Linked DNA regions of Mus musculus: region 1 is linked to region 2. Evidence: chromatin contacts called from public HiCAR-type data. All regions are on one chromosome and are shown on one strand. The core of a region is the stretch at or near the end of the contact, and the rest is flanking DNA. Distances in the headings are between cores, read along the strand shown.

What was found. HiCAR-type assays count read pairs that join an accessible place to other places.
Region 1: a HiCAR-type map of astrocytes shows a contact between it and region 2, with 4 times the contacts expected there. The contact joins the promoter of Tmem17 here to the enhancer-like site in region 2. A contact is called at or near these places in 3 of 39 promoter capture datasets (3T3-L1-derived adipocytes and liver), 10 of 484 Hi-C or Micro-C datasets (cardiomyocytes, embryonic stem cells, liver and 3 more) and 3 of 115 datasets of contacts at active chromatin or transcription factors (astrocytes, embryonic stem cells and liver).

What each region holds. Positions count from the first base shown.
Region 1 is chr11:22,510,402-22,513,894 of GRCm38.p6, reverse strand. It overlaps Tmem17 (transmembrane protein 17), which reads right to left and starts at 1,612. Exons shown (of 4, transcript NM_153596.3): 1 at 1,312-1,612. The coding sequence starts at 1,411.
Region 2 is chr11:22,457,359-22,460,897 of GRCm38.p6, reverse strand. No RefSeq gene overlaps it. Among named protein-coding and RNA genes, the nearest start is that of Gm39609, 16 kb to the right of the region's middle. Within about 2 kb of position 1,472, at least 27 of the 459 cell types and tissues checked have an H3K27ac peak or open chromatin away from gene starts, as enhancers often do. A contact at or near this core is called in astrocytes and muscle stem cells, where this site is marked.

The DNA of each region.
Region 1 (3,493 bases), core at 363-2,862, 53 kb before region 2:
AAGAGACTGAAGCAGGAATATTTCAAGATCAAAGCCAGTCTGGACTACTTAGAAAATTTCAGGATAGCCCAGGTACTTCTTGATTGCATTGTAACCAAATAAATTTTGTTGTTGTTTGTTTTAAAGGCTATGGGGATATAGCTTGAGAAGAGTGGCTGTTTAGAATGTCAGGGTTTTGATTTTATGTAGGCTCATGTCCATACTTCAACACATCAAATTTATACAATTGAAAAATCAGACCAAATGAAGAGGAACCACAAGGCACAAGGTGTGAGTTCATTAAATTTTACAAAAGTTCCAGTTAAGTTCTGTAATGAGATAAAATTTAAGTATTATATAATTGGTCAGACAAATTTTTCTGACCAATTAATTGCCTGTCTTGGCAGAGACAGTGAACTTAAACAGCTTTTCTCACGTTTGAATGTCTGGGAAAACAATATTTTCTGACACGTAAGAACCATAAGAAATTACAGGGCTGATGTCTTTACCTAGTTCTATTGCTGTCCACACCATCACGACTATCTAGGCTGCTGAGGCTCTAAAGAACTTCAGAACAAATGTCACCCCCGCCCCCCCCACACACACTTTTTTTCCCAGAGACTTTGTATTATTCGATTTTAGTGCCCCGTACGGCTCACACTTTGAATCGGAAACACGAAATCCTAATTTTACAGGCTTTTCTCCATATAGCGTAAATTACACGAATGACCAAGGTGACAACATGCAATGATGGCAAGTGGTTTGCTTTTCAATGCCCTATTTAAGAAATAAAAATAAAAATAAGAAAGCCCAAACCAAGCCATCGAAAGGATTTCCAATTCCTTGATTTCAAAGGAGACAACCATGTATGCTGTCCTCCTGATTGAGGAGGCAGAAGCTGGAGTTAACTCGTTGGTATTTCGTTTTTAGATTTCGGGAGGAGAGTTTTTTATACAGGGAGAAAGAAGGAACAGGCAGAGGAAGGCCTTGTCGGTTTGGCAGCAGCCGGTCTTGCTCTGCTAGGAGGGGTTTGGACACAGCCCGGTTTTGTGTGAGCCGGCGGCTGTCACGCTGGGGACTCAGCGGGGACCCGCGTGGGGAAGAAGGCGTTCCTGATCCGCATCCTGATCCGCTCGGCGACCGCGCCACCGGGTGCAGTAGCTGCGGCGGCGGAAGCGCGTGGTCTCCCGGGTCCGCCGCAGGGCCGTGGTTTCTCCCGGGGCACAGAGCCCTGGCTGAAGCCGGAGCAGCCATCTTTCACCCGGGCACGGCCTGTGCGGCCTCCCGCCCGCGAGCCACACCCCCGCGTGGGCCTGCGCCCTCGCCACTCACCGGCCGCATCACTGGACTCTGGCCCGGTGCGGCTGGAGTCGCCGAACACGGTGAGGCTGAGGTTGCTCAGGCGCTGGCGAACAGGGTCCGGCAGCTCCATGCCTGGCCTGCCCGCTGGCCTCTCACACACCCGCTAGTCGGCGGGCACAGCGGCGCGTGGCGGTTCCCTTGGCAACCGGGCAGTGCGGGGCCCCTAGGGACCTGGTACCTGGGCTTCCCCGAACGCTACAGAATCCTCCAGAGGCTTCCCCTTGGAGAGGCGAGCCAGGGCCACGGGCCCGCAGCCTAACGTGGCCTAGTGCTGCTGAAAATGGCGGGTTCCTCCGTCTTGCTTTAAAGCCGCGTCGTCTTAAGATGATCACAAGTAATAAGCCATTCGGACCTGGGCTGAGCCACAAGGAGCTCTCACACCATAGCAATTCCTCTGCAAAATTGGTGCACCATTTCTTGAGGGAAATGGAAAACGAACATAGATATTTTAAAAAAATGCCCTTGACATTCTTTTTATTATTATTAGATATTTTCTTTATATACATTTCAAATGCTATCCCGAAAGTTCCCTATACCCTCCCTCTGCCCTCCTCCCCTACCCACCCACTCCCACTTCTTGGCCCTGACATTCCTCTGTACTGGGGCATATAAAGTTTGCAGTACCAAGGGGCCTCTCTTCCCAATGATGGCCAACTAGGCCATCTTCTGCTACATATGCAGCTAGAGACATGAGCTCTGGGGGTACTGGTTAGTTCATATTGTTGTTCCACCTATAGGGTTGCAGACCCCTTCAGCTCCTTGGGTGCTTTCTCTGGCTTCTCCATTGGGGGCCCTGTGTTCCATTTTATAGATGACTGTGAACATCCACTTCTGTATTTGCCAGGCACTGGCATAGACTCATATGAGACAGCTATGACAGGGTCCCTTCAGCAAAATCTTGCTGGCATATGCAATAATGTCTGGGTTTGGTGGCTGATTATGGGATGGATCTCTGGGTGGGGTATTCTCTGGAAAGTCCATCCTTTCGTCTTAGCTCCAAACTTTGTCTCTGTAACTCCTTTCATGGGTATTTTGTTCCCTATTAGAAGGAGGAATGAAGTATCCACCCATTGGTCTTCCCTCTTCTTGATTTTCTTGTGTTTTGCAAATTGTATCTTGGGTGTTCTATGTTTCTGGGCTGATATCCACTTATCAGTGAGTGCATATCTAATGACTTCTTTTGTGATTGGGTTACCTCACTAAGGATGTTCCTCAGAAAATTGCCCTTGACATTCTTAAGAGGGTGGATGAGCCAAGCATACCTGCTTCAGAAGACAGGGAAATAACTTAAAAGTATTGAAAGCAGTTGTTTCTGGAATATAGGTGATTTTAAAACTAAAAATATCAGCCTTTCCCTGCTTTCTCTTAAGACATATCATTTTAGCATTTAGAAGGCAGAGACAGGAGATCTCCAGTTTAAGGTTAGCCTGGGATACATTGCAAAATCCTCAAAAACCAAAACAAACCATTAGGTGTAATAGACATAAAGAAAAGCACAGTCGGATGTATTAGGTCCCAGGTCAGTCAACAGTATCATCATCTCCAGGAGCTACCCTTTCTCAGTTGCTTGTGAAGCAGTGGCCTGTTTTATACTTTATAGTAGACTGATTGCACATTCAAGTTTAAAAAGAAAATCTGACTTTGCTGTCAACATTTTTTATGAATTTTCTTTCATGTTGATAAGTTCCTGTGTAATTTCTACTTAGGAGCAGTTATGACAAGTGCCACTCTTGGTGAAAATGCTTGTTGATGAACATACATGTTTATGTTGAGTATAACATACACATTTATGTAGAGTGTAACCTACATGTTTATGTTGAAACATACATGTTTATGCCAGTGTAACATGTTTATGTCGAATGTGTCCGGGGAAGTGCTGAGGCAAGTGGTATGTAAGACCAATTTTATTGGGATCTGCCAAGGCTTTCTCAAAGAGGTTTCAGCAAACTCTCCAGCTATATTCGAACATTCCTGTCACTCTGTGAGCTTTACCAAGACTTATATTCCACTCTTCCCTTTTAATCTTTCTGGTAAAGGGTTCTGGGCCTAGAGATATCTCAGTGGTTGCCAACACTCATTGATCTTGCAGAGGACCCAAGTTCATTTCCCTTTACCCACATGGTGACTCACAACCATCTCTAACTCCATCAGA
Region 2 (3,539 bases), core at 223-2,722:
CGACCGGAGAGCTTGGCATTTCCCCTCCATATCCACACCTAACTACTCATCCAGACCCACACCCTTGCTAACTTCATGAAAAAAATCCCCCAATTTTACCATTTTCAAATTATCTTCTCCCTCTTTTCTTCACATTGTACCATAAGTAGAACATTCCATTCTGTTTATGATTAAATACTCCAGTATGCTGTGATCCAAGTCTACCCAGAAACCTCATCTTCACCTCACACCCCCAACAGAGAGAAGAGTACTACAGCTTCTCTGTGCCTTATGACTTTTCCTATCAACATACAAGTAAACTAAATCTTTCTTAGAAAGAAACAAACACGATGTATAAACAAGTCTTTCTGGACCTACTGCCCCTCTCCAAACCAGACTAGTATCTCTTGCTATGACCTTTATGTCCCAGCAGGCACCATTTGCAATCACCTTGCTCATAGATAGAACATTTTCCACCTGAGTCCCTCCTTGTAAGAACCTTCTCAGTTACCCACTTTGTCTCTTTCCCTTTATGGTGACTAGAAAAGACAAGATTCCCTGGAATGTATTAGGAAAGCAGCAGAGAGACTTGGAAAAAACGTTTCTAGCTTCAATTAGACTTACAATGTCTGTTGAGGCTCACCAGCTTTATAGAGCTGTGGGCTTTTTACTGTTCTTTGGAGAAAGAAGAACCGATTACAAACTTATTTCTTTGAGAGCTCATACTAAACTATGGTACGTTTTTGTAACCATTGCCAAGTTACTTTAAATTTGTGTTTTGGTTCAAGGGCAGACTATATATTGGTTAGGATGTATTCCCAGCTGATTTATCTCCAAAAAGGTTTGCCCAGGGTTTGCCAACTTCTGAACATCTTTCCTTGTGACAGCATTACATTACATATATATATATATATATATATATATATATATATATATATATATATACTCCACTGCTTCCTAAACGCTTATGCCCTTACCAAGGACTCATCCTGAGTTATATAGCCTTGTTAAGAAAACTTTCCCCAACAAATGGCTGGTTCCTCTGGCACTGCTCATACAGAAGGGAATACTCGTCTTGCTTCTTTCTACTTGGGAATCCCACCTGATATACATACAATCCTTAAGACTGATTAGTGTTGTCAATCAACAACAAGCTTTCTTTTCTTTGGTGAAAGGAGTTAAATGTCTCGAAGGCTGCTTCCACAGTCTACTCCAGGACCAAGCCCACAACACGCATGCCCAAGCAGTCACACCAAACCCACGAATACACATGCCCCAGCAGTTGCTTCCAGCTTCTTTTGTATTCCAGGCCAGAGGACCACTCAGGGAAACCCAGCAGACCAAGCTGATGAGCACTGGAGCTGCAGCAGGGCCAGTGGTCTGAGTGCCAGCGAAAATCACAGCAATCTTGGAAACCTCCACAGGCTTGGAAAAAAAGATCCAGGATGCATGGCAAACCAGCTACAGCAGCTGCATTGTTTCAGTGGAACAGCACCACATAGAGGAGGTGCCTAGCTGAGATTTTAGAGGCTTAGGCATAGAATTTTCATCTCATGCCCAGACTTGGGAGAGATGATAGTCACAACCTCAAAAGTCTTGGCTTTCTGAAGCTTTGGCTGGCCAAGTTCTGGTTGTCATGAAGTCTTCCAGCTTTGAGGTCGGGGTTAAGGAGACAATACTGAATAGGCTAAGGCTGTGTCCTTGTGTAAAAGTCACCCTATTGCTGTCTGAAATGTCACATGATTCCTATGCAGGAGGCTCTGCACTGTTACTTGGATGACTTGGAGTTCACAAGCACACTAATGCCAGCGCCTCCTTTGTAGTTCTAATTCCTTTCACTGCTAACAAACAAAGAGCACAGAAGCTGGGAGGGAGTCCATGAGGTTCACTGAGCAGTGGAGGTTGGCAACTTACCCAGAGAGGACCCCTCATGGGCAGAGCATGTCTCTTAGCTACAGCAATTCTGTCAGCCAGAGTCCATTCTAAGTTAAACAGAGACGCATAGAGTTTTTTGTTTTTGTGGGGTTTTTTGCTACTTCTTTCTGAAAAAATGTTTGTTAAAATTACATTTTGATTTATTTATCTTGTGTGTATGAACATGTATTATGGCACATGTATAGGATTCCAAGGACAACCTTGAGTCAGTTCTCACCTTCCACCATGTGGGTTCTAAGAATTGAAGCCAGGTGATCAGGTGTGGCAGCAGACCATTGAGACCCTGCTAATGCCATGCCTCTTTAAGCATACATGTGTACAGCATACTTGCTGCTTGTTTTTAGTGTTCTGAATTATTATTATTTTTTAAGTCAGCACAATTGGTGGTTTGAATGAGAATTCCCCCCATTGGCTCATATATTTGAATACTTGGTCCCCAGTTATTAGAACTGTTTGGGAAGGATAAGAACTTGTTGGAGGAGGTATATAACTGGGGCTGGGCTTTGAGGTTTCATTTCAAATCCATTCCAAATTTTCTCTCTCTCTCTCTCTCTCTCTCCCCTCTCCCTCTCCTTCTCCTTCTCCTTCTTCCTCCCCCCCTTGCTATATGAGCTCTCAGCTACTGCTCCAGCATACCTATCTGTTACCATGCTCCCTATCAATAGGGCCATAGGTGCTAACCCTGTAAGACCTAAATGAATGCTTTCTTCTATAAGTTGCTCTGGTCATGGTATTGCATCACCTCAGTAGGTGACCCATCCAGCAGGTCCAGTTATTCGAGGATCTCGAGGGGACCTCCTCCTAATAACCAAATGGGGGGTAGAGAGAGATGAGGGTCTTGTACGAGTAATGACACGGAAACCGTTCTGAAGTTGTATCAAGACCCCAATGTATTGAGAAAGGTCCAAGGCTTAAATGCACAAGCAAAAGGGGAAGTACAGACACTTATCAGCCGGAGGGGTGGGTCAATACAAGCAAAAGGAGAAGTACTTATGGGAGGGGGGGCAATAGAAATTCTTTCTTTTGGCAGCTACACGGGGAAGCAGGGACTTGGTGGTATCAGGGTGTGGTCAGGACATCGGTGATGACCTAGGGCTGGAACATCCCTTGGTTCTCGGAATCCATGTGTCGGTGGCCCGCTTTTGACCCCTTTTTCTTCTCGGTGGGAGAGGCTCAATTCAGAGATCAAGAGTTGTCTTAATAGCTCCCAACAAGTAGGAAAGTAACCAAGACAACATAAAAAATAATCAATTTCCTTGTTTGTGTCAGGTTTTGAATTCTGAAAATTACTCTTTGACAACAGATTCTGCTGCATTATTTCTCTCTTACTTATCTGCTCATGTTCTTTTTCTCTTCTAGAGAGATGTTCAAAGTCATCTTCACACTCCCCTTGTGGCCTTGATCAGGCCACTGTGTTAGCCAAATCGCCTGGGATCCCCTGAAAACACTTTATGTTGCAGCCATGTGGCGCAGCAAGGGAGCAATGTAGATTGGTCCTGTCTCATCCAGAACTCACTGGTTCCCTCCCAGCACCCTGCCCTCTCTTTCCTGATTTTCACTCTCATTTATCTTTAAGGTTCAGGCCTGGTGTGACCTGCCAGAAGCCTTCCCTTAGGGAGCTTGCT